2 separate regions of the Ovis aries genome follow, and region 2 is linked to region 1. Evidence: chromatin contacts called from public Hi-C data. All regions are on one chromosome and are shown on one strand. Each heading gives the region's core, a stretch centred on a gene start, on an enhancer-like site or on the middle of the called end of the contact. The rest is flanking DNA. Distances are from core to core; before and after follow the strand shown. Region 1 has its middle 70 kb from the start of TRNAY-GUA. Region 2 holds the start of HEY1 (hes related family bHLH transcription factor with YRPW motif 1).

Region 1 (6,723 bases), core at 1,369-3,868:
ATTCACCTCACAGTTGAAACCTTACAAAACGTGGGTTGGTAGTGCTTAGTCCCTCAGTCATGTCCGACTCTTGCGACCCCATGGACTGCAGCCTGCTAGGCTCCTCTGTCCATGGGGTTTCCCAGGCAAGAATATTGGAGTGGCTTGCCTTAAGCAAATCAATGATCTCAGTCTTTAAATGGCATATTCAACAAAGGCACTACAGAATGAGCAGAACACCACCAAACTGAAACCCAGGGTAGAACATGATTAATTCAACTGGCCCGGTGCCTGGCACATGATAAACGTGGAATGAAACTTTGCACAATCTGTAGAACTTCACTGCAAGCGATTCAGCTCACTATTTCTCTGGTAACGAGCGCTACAGTTCACTGATTCATTCAGCGAACGTTCGTTGAGGATCTAGCATGGCGTTTATGCAATCTGAGAAAACTGTCACGTGCATTCTCCCGCTTTTGCTCTTTCTCCTACACACGGACCTGTGCCCATTCTCTTCGGTTATTTCCCACTTGCATTAATCATCCTCAGGATCGTCCTTCTCCTACTCCTTGTTCTTACTGATTCGTGTCTGCATTCAATATTTAAAGAGTGATTCCTGCACACCAAGCCCTGTGTATATAAATGAATAGAACCTTGTCCTCAGCTGTAAGGCCATCCAGATGATAATCCGCCTGAAAAACAAATGTAGAGGCTTCCCTGGTGGTCCAGTGGTTAAGACTCCATATTTTCATTGCAGGGGATCTAGGTTTGATCCCTGTGGGAAACAAAGATCCCGCATGCCTTGTGATCTGGCCAATATAATAATAAAAAAAGTTATTTTAAAAAGTAAACACAGATGTAGCTATCTCCTGATCTGACAATGGCTGTCAGTTGTCCCCCCAATCCTTGATGGTCCTACCCATGGTGCCTCTGAAATGACTGAATTGATAATCACAGCTCATAGAGCTGTGGTTCTTCAGCCTTGTGCTTTTGCTCAGGTGATCTCTCTGCTTGCTTAACTTCCTCCCTCTGCAGCTCACATGTCCACTGTTTCCTTAGGAACCTATCTTGAACGCATCTTGATCCATTCCCACTTCTCCACATTGGCTGGCTCTCCTCTCAGCTTCTATAACTCCCTATGTTTGCTTCTATCAACAATTATCAGGACTTCCTTGACAGTCCAGTGGTTAAAACTCTGCACTTCCACTGCAGGGGACCTGGTTCTATCCTTGGTAGGGGAACTAAGATCCCACATTCTGCGCCATGTAGCACAGAAACAACACAAATAAAACACAAAATAAAAACACAAATAAAAATAAATAAAACACAAATAAAAACAACACATTGCAACTAAAATTATTTCTTCCAGTTTTATCCATTCACTCCACTGTTGATGGACTATTAAGTGCCAGATACTTGGCTAGCTGCTAACTGCACAATATTGAGTCAGACAGATGGGATTCTTGTTTCCATGGATCTTACCTGATTGTGAGAGGAGACTGACAACAAATAAGTAAAAATGTACGTCATACATCTTGGGGAAATGGCCATGAAAAGAATCAGATTCATATTCTGTTAGAATAAAGGGATGCGTAAGATAAAATTGTCCAAAGATTCTTATCAAAGGTGGTAACAAATGCCTGACATGGAGTAGACGCTCAATAAATGTTTCCTTAACCTTTAAAACTGTGTTTGGCAAAGTTACATTGGAATTAGAAAAGTTATGAATGTTTATGTATAAAAATAAAAACTACAATATGGCAGTTACGATGGTGTAAATAACATGGTGTAGTAGGGAGAACAATAGAGAAAGAAGTTGCAAGTGTGTGATGGGGAGGAGAGACAGAGAGGGGCCCTCAGATCCCTCAGGCTAGGATGTATTACATGTTTCCCTTCAGGATGTATGTTTCGCTTTCTGGAGAAAATGTGAGATCATTTTAGACCACCAGAGGGCAGTATCTGACCACGTGTGACAACATCTCTTCTGACCCAGACACTCATTTTGTATGGGACCTACTGCTATCTGTCTCATTTATTAAAAATAGAGGGAGTGGACATAAAATGCTATTCACTCCTTTCACATTACTAATAAAACGTATAATCATCAAAGATGACAAATATTGTAATTGGATTAAACGTATTAAAACGGAAGAAAAAAGAGGCATTTCACATTAATAATTCTATAATTATCCTTATCTAATGGAACACATCTCTACTTCCTAATCATTTATAATTTTCATCACTCCACACTAGGTCACAGCAGGTATTAATATCAGGAGAGAAGGAATGTTCCGGTTTGTATTCCGCATTGATGTTGTTCAAGCACTTCCAAGGCGTGCTTCCTTCACGCTGAATAGTCTGGTTTAGCCTCATCATAACTCATTGAGGTAGATGAGAAGCAATTATCATTTTTGCTTGGCAGATAAGAAGCGCAGAGGAGTGCTCTGCTGGTTGAGGCAGAATAGAAAATGGCCACCCAAGTCTGACAGGCTGCCCAGAATTCACTCCACTCACTGTCAGCCAGAATGAACAGGCCCTGGAGCGCTGCCATCTCCTGGCAGAAGCCAACAGTCAGGTGCGTTCAAGAGTGTGTTGTCTGAGACACCTAGAGATGTTATTCCTGTCAGAGCACATCAGAGCCCTTATAAAAAGCTTAGAGCCCCTGCTTGGCCCAATGAAGTTTGTCCCAGAAGTCTCAGCAACTTCTTCACTAGGCAGCATTCACGGGAAAGACCACATACTGTTCCAGGGAAATAAAAAGCCATTCGAGTTGGAAAGAAAGAATCCAGGCTTGGCTACCTGGTTATTCAATTAATAGACACCCATTATACAGCAGGGCTTCCCTGGTGGCTCAGCAGTAAAGAATCCACCTGCAGTGTAGGAGACCCTGGTTTGATCCCTGAATTGGGAAGAGCCCCTGGAGAAGGAAATGGCAACCCGCTCCAGTATTCCTGCTTAGAGAATCCCATGGACAGAGGAGCCTGGTGGGCTACAGTCCATAGGGTCCCAAAGAGCTGGACACGACTCAGCTCCTGAGCATGTTCGCAAGTAGGCACACTAAACAGCACTGCGTGACTCACTGGGGAGAGCAATGTGTAAAATATTGTCCTTACCCTGAAGGAACTTAGATGTAATTATAAGGGCCTGGCATGCACGCATAAAAACGTTTGTTAATAACAATGTAAAACAGATTCTATTTCTGTATGGTGGAGGCCAATGAAGATGCTCAGTACATATTTGTTGGTCACCAGCTAAGGTTCAAACATGAATGAGGCACAGGAGTGTATATAAAAGGCGCTGTGCTTGCCCTTGCAGACTTTTCACTCTGGGTGTAAAGAGTATGAGTCATTCTATTTATTCATTTAAAAAATATTTATTTGGCTGTGCCAGCTCTTCAATCTTCATTGCGGTATGTGGGATCTGTAGTCATGGCCTGCAGATTCTTAAAAAGTGAGAGTGAGGAGTCCCATTCACCATTCCTTTTTAAAATATTTTTATTTATATATCTGGTGGTGCCAGATCTTAGTTGTGGTTTGAGGGATCTAGTTCCCTGACCAGTGACTGAACTCAGACCCCCTGCATTGGGAGCGCAGAGTCTTCACCACTGGACCACCAGGGAAGTCCCTCTGTTTATTAATTTATTTAATGAAGATTAATGGACCACCTATAACATATGAAGCATTGTGTTAAACAAGAGGAATGTGAATAACCCACAGTCCCACTCATGAGGAACTCGGGCTGGTAGGGGATGTAGACCTGTAAACACACGGTTTACTTTCAGTGTAGTGTATGTGTCTGTGCAGTAATAAATGTTGGAGAAGGAAATGGCAACCCACTCCAGTGTTCTTGCCTGGAGCATCCCAGGGACGGCGGAGCCTGGTGGGCTGCCATCTATGGGGTGGCACAGAGTCAGACACGACAAGCAACTTAGCAGCAGCAGCAGTAATAAATGTATTTGTTATTACTTTGAAGATCGAACTACTTGTAGATAGATAAGTATCTACACATACCTATAATTATTGATAAATAAAAAGATAAATTGTAGATAGATTAGACAAATAAATAATGCTTAAGATAAGTGTGAGAACTAGAAGAAACATCACCAAAAAGGTGGCATTTCAGGAGAGTCTTGAAAGTGTTTTCCAAATAGACTCATGACTGAAGGGTCTTCCAGGTAGAAAGAAGTAAGTGTACAAAGGCACAGACTTAGGAAATAGACTTAATGGACTGAGATCAAGGTAAAACTGAGCGATGATGGGAAGTGAGAACAGTAGAGTGGGCAGAAGGGAAGGAGAGTCTGGTTTTACACAATAGAAATCCTGGCTTGCAGCCACAAAAGAAAAACTGTAAGAAAATGAATGGGAGGAATGAAGGATAAAGATTTCAGGTTGAGCATGTTGAGTTCAAGGTACATGTGAACCAGCTCGTGGAGATGCCCCATAAATTGAAAGCTAAGGTGGCCATAGAATACTTCCTGGGAAATGTACTAGATTAATTTAGGTCCAAAAGAATCAGTAGAGTCTGTGGAAGAGAGGTAAGGAAGAGGGAAGGAGTTGAAAGGGAATGAAAGACCTTCCAGGCAAAGAAATATTCTTAATGAAAACAAAGCGGTAGGAACAAGACAGTATATGAGACCACCCTGAACAAAGCAAAGGGGAGGAGAAAGCTGATGCTTCACAGATGGAGAGAATCCAAGGTCATGTTAAAATTGAGCCCTGAGGAAGAGTATCCTGGTGATAAGGTACAATACATGGGTTAGAGAATCTGGATCAAAGTGGCAAATGGCAGGTTAGGAAATTTTTCAATGCGTGAAGAATATGAGCATGTCATTTACCTTAAAGTAAAATGCAAAACCTCCAAAATTTAGTACCCAAAGTAGAGTTTCCTGGTGGAAAAGAGAGGTTGATATAATACTTACTATATGCTAGGCACTGTTCTAAGCACATCATGTATATCAATATATTTCATCTTCCCAGCAACCATATTGAGTGTTTATCATTATTGTCATATTACAGATGAGGAAACAGACATAGAAGTTTCTAGTAATTTGATAAAATTCATACAACCAGCTAGTGGTGGAACAGGGGTCTGGCTACACAGCCTTTACGCTACATCACCTCCCAAGTACTGTAGGTGATCTGACTTAGTCCCTTGCCTTGAGCCCACCCACTACAACTGGCATGCTGATTCCAGGGGTGCTGGGCTCTATCCCTTTGCAGTACTCACGCAAACCAACGCCTATAAAAGTCTTTACTAAATAAGAAGGGAAAATAGAGTGGAAATGCAGAGCAAGTACTCAGAAAAGTAATCTCACTTGTGAAACACAAGTCTCCAATCCTTTTCTAACTAGCTTGCCCTCATCTTCATGTTTTTCTCTGAACACCACACTCACTCCAAGGGCTGATAGCTCTGGGTACCACTCGCCTGACATCCGCACCTTTTAACTTGCTCTATGTGGTAAAAGCATCTTTAAAAAACACATGATACAGAGCAACTACCAAGACATTAACTTAGAGTTCTCTGTGAGAGGAGCACCTTCCACATTTCCACAGATTGATGTGGTCCACCTTTTCCCAGGTAAGTGGCATCACACAAGATTTCATTCTACCAGTAAGATTTCTTGTCTGGAACCCCTGTGCCCACAACCTTCACCCTGAAGTGTGTCTTCACTCTTTCAACATCATTTTCTGACACACAACACCAAATATTGTGTCCAAATGGGAAGAATAACTTGCCTGTAAAACAGTGCTTCCTCACAAAATGATGGGGGGAGGGAGGAATTTGGGCATACAGAGGGAAAGGTTGGCCTTGACAGGGCTGATTGGTGCTTTGCTATAAGACTTGAAGCTGAACCCCAAGGCTCAAGTCCAGATGACAGAGAACTAATTGTACTGAGACATTCAGGGAAGTCGGTGTGAAGAACGGGTTTGGGGAGTTAAAACAAAGAATGTGTTCTTATCCAAGTTGTCTGGGAGATGAGGGAGCGCAATCCAAGTATGGACGTTTGATGGGCAACTGAATGCCTAAGGCTGGAGATAGAGACAAAGATGTCATCAGTGCGAAGGTGAGAAATGACAAGGAATTAATAGATGTTCCAAATTCTGAAGAAGAGACCTTCAGAATCTCCTGATCTGAGATTTTACCCAAGGGGGCAGAATTCATTAGTTCAGTTCAGTCGCTCGGTCGTGTCCGACTCTTTGTAACCCCATGAATCGCAGCACGCCAGGCCTCCCTGTCCATCACCATCTCCCGGAGTTCACTCAGACTCACGTCCATTGAGTCAGTGATGCCACCCAGCCATCTCATCCTCTGTCATCCCCTTCTCCTCCTGCCCACAATCCCTCCCAACATCAGAGTCTTTTCCAATGAGTCAACTCTTCGCACAAGGTGGCCAAAGTACTGGAGTTTCAGCTTCAGCATCATTCCTTCCAAAGAAATCCCAGGGCTGATCTCCTTCAGAATGGACTGGTTGGATCTCTTTGCAGTCCAAGTGACTCTCAAGAGTCTTCTCCAACACCACAGTTCAAAAGCATCAATTCTTCGGTGCTCAGCTTTCTTCACAGTCCAAATCTCACATCCATACATGACCACTGGAAAAACCATAGCCTTGACTAGATGGACCTTTGTTGGCAAAGTAATGTCTCTGCTTTTGAATATGCTATCTAGGTTGGTCATAACTTTTCTTCCAAGGAGTAAGCATCTTTTAATTTCATGGCTGCAATCACCATCTGCAGTGATTTCGGA
Region 2 (6,723 bases), core at 2,700-5,199, 81 kb after region 1:
GTCACCTTATCCAAAATCACAAAGACCAAGAATAATGAAATTATTAAACAGAAAAAAACTGATGACCAGGCAAAATGAAAATGAGAATTTTTATCTCAGTCAACAGAGAGAAAGGCTAAAGTAGGTAAGACATATACAGGAGAAGAGTTTGTTCTTTTTTATTTAGTCACAACACATCAGTACAATAGAGGTCAAACCCAGTTCAGTGGAGGTCATTTTAACTATACCTGCTAAAGGAATAGACCTGTAAAATGATGCTTTTATAGCTCAAATCAAATTAAATAAACCAAATAGAAGGCAGCAAAGACGTTTTAAGTTATCTCAACAACCATATTTCCATGCGCCAAAAAGAAGAACACAACATAAACATCCCCAGTGAAAAGAAAACATGGCAGCTCCGGGAAGAATTAGATTATGAATTTAACAGGTTCCCCTGGACTATTCCATTGACCACTTGCACACCATGACCACTTATCCATGTTAACATCTGTGAACTTGAGATCTGTGAAATTAAAAATTCATTGCATTGCTTGAGACTGATAAATGCAGACATATTCTATGCAACTGCCGTCCGTCCCTTCCCTACCAACTCCAAACCCAGACCTCTCCTAGCCAAGCCAGAACTGTGAATCCTGGCAGACGACAGTGACTGGTCATTCAGACTCAGGGCCCCTAATGGTGTGTACATTCACCTCCCTGCTGTAGGAGGCAGAGAATTAGCTAGTCTTTCTTGGATAAAGCTGATCATCTGATTTGTCAACGCTTCACTCAGAAATATAAAATTCAATACAGCCCACCCCCAAAGACTATCATTTATACAATACCTTACTTGTCAAAATATTAACAAAATAGCATCATGTTAACATTGAGCACAGTGGTTTGGAAAATTAATTCTAAAAAGAGACTGGAACTATACAAGGAGAAGAACAGACCCAAAATACTAAATGTTAAAATCCCCAAAACTTTGGGACAAAAACGGGATCTTTCTTAGGTTAACAAAGTAAATTAGGCACAGTACAAACCTATCACCAATTTGTGGGTTTATACTCACTATTTCAATTTAATGTTTGGAACAAAATTTAACAACTAGTTTTTAAACTGCTAATACATGACATGATTAAAAAAAACATTAAAAAAGAAAAAGTAAACCAACAAACCTTTCGTCTTTCAACAAAGTTTATCTGAAAGTGTACCTTTTTCCTTTTTATTTTACCGATGACTTTAAGGTGATGTTGGCAACAGCCCAGCTCAGCTGGGAATTTAAGCTTTCCCCTCCCTCATTCTACATCATCAGTTCATTAAAAAGCTCCAATCTCCGTCCCCCAAGGTCTATAGGGTTTGCCAAGGTTTGCTGCCTGCGTGGGTGCCGAAGGGCTCAGTGCATTGGGAGACAGTAAGTGAAAGGAGCCGAAAGAGAAGGGGAAGGCCGACAGGGAGGCCACGGAGGAGAGCAGGGGTGGAGAGAGTTTGGAGGCGGAGGTGACCATCGGGAGCACCGGTCCAAGGCCGCCGCTAGGGGGCGCTCGCAAAGCGGACGCCTCCGGATGTGCTGTGGCCAACCTGCCCTGGTGGTGGGATTCCGTGGGTGAGGCCGAGGTGCCAGTGTTCCCGTGGGTGCTCTGGGGCAGCAGCAGGGGGTGCGCGACGTGCGGGTGATGTCCGAAGGCGCTCCCCCAGGGAATATGTCCAAGGCCTGCGTGGGCGCCGCTCGCCGCTTCCCGCTGGGAGGCATAGTTGTTCAGATGTGAGACCAGGCGAACTCGAAGAGGGTCCGAGGCATCCAGTCCTTCAATGATGCTCAGGTAACGGGCGACTTCGGCCAGGCATTCCCGAAACCCCAAACTCCGATAGTCCATAGCAAGGGCGTGCGCGTCAAAATAGCCTGAGGAAACGAACAAAAGAGAAACCTCAGAGCTTCGCTCATTTCCCTCATTTCTTCGATCCCAAAGGCAGCCCTTCCTGGCAAATAGCTACATCCTTTAAGGAGAAAAAAAAAAAAAAAAAAGCATTCACGGGCTCTTCTTAAAGTCCAAATATTTGGGAATCGACCAAAATCTTTGCATTAATCAACATAAGAAGTATGTGTTTGCTAATGCAAGTTCAAAGCCCAATTAGAAACTGCCAAGCAGAAACTGGAATTATACCCTACCGGCAGATGAAACTATGTTCATTCCTTTAATGTTTTCCCTCAACAACAACAAAAAACACTTCAAGGACAGAAAAACCACAGAGTAGTGAAATTCATTAGACACACAGATGTAAGTTATCATCACGGAGCTTTTAGGCACTTGGTCCAGAATAGAGCATTTTCCGGCTGGAGACAGACACACAGACCTCGGTCCCCCACCTTCCTTGGGGTTTTCTCTACTTCATCACAACAGGTTTCTTTCCTCAAGAGTCATGTGCCAGGTTATTCTTTAAGAATCTTGTATATGAAATTAAGACCATATTTAAAAAAAAAAAAAAAAGGCTTTTTCTCCAAAAGGTTAATAAACAAATGTGGTTTGAGCTACCAGACCAGAGCTGTCACAACTTTAGCTGTCACACGTAATAGGTATTTTCCAAAAGAAGGTGCATACGCTTAATTTGCAGAGGGCTGGGGTGATGAATTCACTGGAGAAAACCTATGTGCACGTGAAAGCACACCGACAGGCAACCCCCCACACAACACACCGTTCTCTCTCCACCCCCAAAGCGCACAGTAAAAATAAAGCAGCGACTGCACCAATCCTAGCCGTCTAGCCGTTGGTAGCTGATCACTCTGCCCCCAGACACTCAGACGCCCCACCGGACTAGAGACGTACCTTTCCCTCCTGCAGTGTGTAGCATTTTCAGGTGATCTACCGTCATCTGCAGGATCTCGGCTTTTTCTAGCTTGGCAGACCCCTAGAGAAGGAAACAACAACAAAAACCTGATTTGGCACCTACTGCCTTTGGGGAACAACTTGAAATATATACGCATAGATGTGCTCTGCAAATCATAAAAGCATAGACAACAGCAAAATAAATTATCTTCGCAAAACATGTTGGAATCTGGACGAATTTATTTCCTTCTCACAAACGCGGTTATTTTCCAAGGCACGGGTGAGGTTCAGATTAATGAGCCTAAGGATTCTGAAGGCGTGGATAACTACACCGAGAGAGCTACCTACTTTCTTCATTACCTGCTTCTCAAAAGCACTGGGTACCAGCCTCCTCAGCTCAGACAAACTGTTATTGATCCGGTCTCGTCGGCGCTTCTCAATAATCTGGAGAAAGCAGGCAAAACAACGGGAGATATTTCCATTACGACTGTAAATTCTAAAGTGAAGAAAGGTGGTTCTTCCCGTTAATTAATAAAACAAACACCCCCCCTCCCCAAAAAAAAGGGTGCACTGTAAAGAGACTCACGCCTCTCCGTCTTTTCCTGGCCAAGATCTGTGAAGATGTAGTTGGGGACATGGACCCTAAAGCTGAACTCAAGTTCCTAAATGAAGAGTGGGGGGAAAAAAAAAAACAGGAATCGCCGTTAAGCGAGAGGAGGTGATCTGAGAGGTCGCCCCCACGCCCTACCCGTACTCAGATTTTTTAGGCAACTTGGGCTTGAAAGCACCTCCGGGTCATTCACCCGGGGCGGAGGCCTGCCGGAGATGCACAGAGGTCAGTGCAGGGCGCCGGCGTGCCCCGGGCCCTCGTGCGCTGTCACCGAGGCCAGCCGACGCTAGCCTCTCGCCGCCAACTCACCCATTCTCATCCGCACTCTCCTTTTCCACCTCGATGGTCTCGTCCAGCTCGCTATCCGAGGAGCTGTACTCAGGGTGGGCTCGCTTCATGCTGGCTGAGCGGGGAATCTGGGGGAGGGTCGGCGCGGCGGGCAGGGAGGAGTTAACTGCAGCGGCGCCTCTCCGCGCTCGACTGCTCGCGTTCCGCACACACTGGTCCGGCTCACGCTCTGCCTCCGGTTAAAACTCAACCATCCCTTTCCCACGCTGCGCCCCTTCCCAGGGCCCAGGGGAGGGCGGGGGAGTGGAGGGGGTGGACGAGGGGGCGGGGGGGCGGGGCGGTGGCTCCCGGGCAACAGCCTTCCCTCGGCCAATCCGGCTTCTCGCTCCTCTGATTGGCAGCCTCTCAGGAGAGGGGCGGGGGCGAGGCCGAGGCCGAGGGCGAACCCCAGGCCCGCCCTCCCCGCCCGCCCCTGCCCGGCGGCGGTGTGTCGGCTCCGCAGGGGCTCCACCGGGCCTCCGCTGGGGGGAAGGAGGCGGCGCGGGCGGCGCAGGGCCGGCGGCGGGCAGGCGGGGGAGGCCGGGCCGGGACACCAGCCCGCCGTCGGCCGCGGCCCCGCCCCGCCCCGCGCGCCCCGATTGGCCTGGCCGCACGCCAGGGCCGCGCCTGCAGCGCCGCCGGTGAGCCGCACGCGCCGCGGGCCGTGGGAAAGTGCCGGCGCCGCGGCCGCCAGCCAATCCGGGCGACCGACGGCGGCGACGGCGGCCGCGCTGGCGGCGGCGGCGGCGGCGCTGGGCGTCCGCATGAATGGAGAAGAATGGGCAGGCGGGGGAGCGGGGCCGCGTGAGGGCGCGCCGGCGGGGGCTGGGCGGCCGCGGGCCAGGCCCCCCGTGTGAACCTGTAATCGGAGCCTGGGCGCCGGGCAGCCCCGGAAGCCGCCGCCCTGCGCCGCGGTAAATCTCGGCTGCCGGGCCGCCGGTGTCCGGCGGCGGGAGGCGCACGCCGCAGGCGAAGCCGGGTTCGAAGCACCTGGCCAGGCGGCGCGCCGGACGCCGGGCGGAGGGTGCGGGGCGCCAGGAGAGCGGCCGCCGGGGCGCCGTACACTGTGGCCACTAGCCCGGGGCCCCGGATGCTTACAGGGGAAGATGTGGTTTCGGGAAATGTTCTTTTTCGGGTTTTGGAGCTGTGTACTCACTAGCAGACGGACTAGCTTCCGCAGGGGCTTCCCAGCCTCCGAGATGGAATAAATTCCCCTGTGCCTCTGGGATCCGGGGAAATGGAGCGCTTGTTTGCTGGGCCAGCTGGGGCGGGGGGGCAGGGGTGGACGGATGGCGGCGGCGGGGGTGGGGGTGGGGGGGCAGCTGGGGCTCTTTTTTTTTTTTTTTCCAGGCGTTGGCGGCCAGATCCTGTCAGCGGGCGACAGGGTGGCGGGACTCAGCGTTTGCGTCTGGGGCCGCCCTCGCTGCTGAGATTCACATCTCTGACCACCAGACACACACGCGCCCCCTGCACACCTCCTGCCTCGGGGGTGGAGTGGCGGGTACTGGGTGCTACGTGTAGTTCCCAGGCCTCAAGGAGATAGATGTTTTACAAATACATATTGTATATCTCGGACTGCTTCCTGATTTGTAGGAGGTTGTTCTGAATTTAGGAATCCAGGCATCTCTCTCCCCTGACAAAGGAGCAGAGCAGTACATGTTCCTCTGAAGTCCACTCTTGGGGACTGCAGTCTTTCAGTGATGGAACGCCTGGTAAATATTGTTGAGCATGACAGAAACATTGTCACCTTTGCAAGTTGCTTGTCCGTTTCTATACCCGCGGTGGCTCAGACGGTAAAGCGTCTGCCTACAACGCGGGAGATCTGGGTTCCTTCCCTGGGTTGGGAAGATCTCCTGGAGAAGGAAATGGCAACCCACTCCAGTATTCTTGCCTGGAAAATCCCATGGATGGAGAAACCTGGTAGGCTACAGTCCATGGGGTCGTAAAGAGTCGGACACGACTGAGTGACTTACTTTATTGATCTCAATGCCTACATTTCAGACGCCACACAGTGGCCTGAGCCTGATAGGGATCGGATGTTTCTCAGTCTCTCACCCCCACGAGGTAAGACACTTCCTGACTCTCACTGAGCCTTGTATTCCACTAAACCTCTACCACCTCAAGCCCCTCAGTCCTTCCCAGGTGCCTCTTTCTGCTTTCCTGTCTAGGCTGGGTCTCTCCATCAGCCAACTGGGATTTATTGTTGCTGGCCCATCAGGCACCCTTGCGCCCTGGTATTGCACCGGAGGCCACTTCTCAGTTGTTCTGCCCCACCCCAGCCCCCAACCCCGTGGATAACCCCACTATTTCCTTTCTCAGCTCTTGGCTCAGGTGACACAGCTCTCTAGGGTCTGCTATAATCACAGAAGTTCAGCCTCCGCAGTCTTAAGTCTAGCAAGTCATTGCTACCGGCTGCTTCCCTCCCAGAACCTGGTGGTCCAGGCATAGGAAACCATCCACCCACTCCCCTCTGCCTTCCAGAAGTTTCTCTGACTTTCAGTTTCTTTCCCTGCTCAGTGTGTCCACTACCCTGCTGTGGTTCTGTAAATTTTCCCAGCCTCTGGAATCTACAAGTGAGTCAACCTTTCCTGCCTTGGCCCATTTAGGCCACTTTGTCGAGTTGTGGGCAAGCTGCAGATAGGTGGGGGAGAGGAAAATACAAAAAGGGATTGAGGATTCCTCACCCACATTAGTACCCAAACAAGATATTTCTCCCATACTCAGTATTACTTTTCAGTCAAAAGTGAGGACTGAATTAAAATCATCATTTCCACTGCTTCTGAGCTTTGACTCTGGCACACTGACCCCCTCTACCCTGGAGCGCAGCTGCCCCAGGCCTAGCCGCTAGGGAAAGGGGCTTTTCCAAGGCAGGGAGGTTGGAGGAGGGGTGATGAGAGTGTTGTTCTTTTATACTCTATGGCTCCTGCAGTACAGCCTCTTCCAGGTTGCATGCAGGCCCATTTCCTTGCCTGGTCGATGGAG

Evidence for each region. A called contact is a pair of places that touch in the nucleus more often than the background predicts.
Region 2: a contact with region 1 is called in a Hi-C map of mixed tissues, with 4 times the contacts expected there. The contact joins the promoter of HEY1 here to the enhancer-like site in region 1. A contact is called at or near these places in 2 of 16 Hi-C or Micro-C datasets (hypothalamus and mixed tissues).

The regions. Positions count from the first base shown.
Region 1 is chr9:55,970,058-55,976,780 of ARS-UI_Ramb_v3.0, forward strand. No RefSeq gene overlaps it. Among named protein-coding and RNA genes, the nearest start is that of TRNAY-GUA, 70 kb to the left of the region's middle. Within about 2 kb of position 2,619, at least 4 of the 54 cell types and tissues checked have an H3K27ac peak or open chromatin away from gene starts, as enhancers often do.
Region 2 is chr9:56,050,017-56,056,739 of ARS-UI_Ramb_v3.0, forward strand. HEY1 (hes related family bHLH transcription factor with YRPW motif 1) reads right to left here and starts at 3,950. Exons shown (of 5, transcript XM_042254355.2): 1 at 3,724-3,950; 2 at 3,391-3,466; 3 at 3,153-3,248; 4 at 2,805-2,886; 5 at 143-1,882. The coding sequence starts at 3,812. The coding sequence ends at 1,299.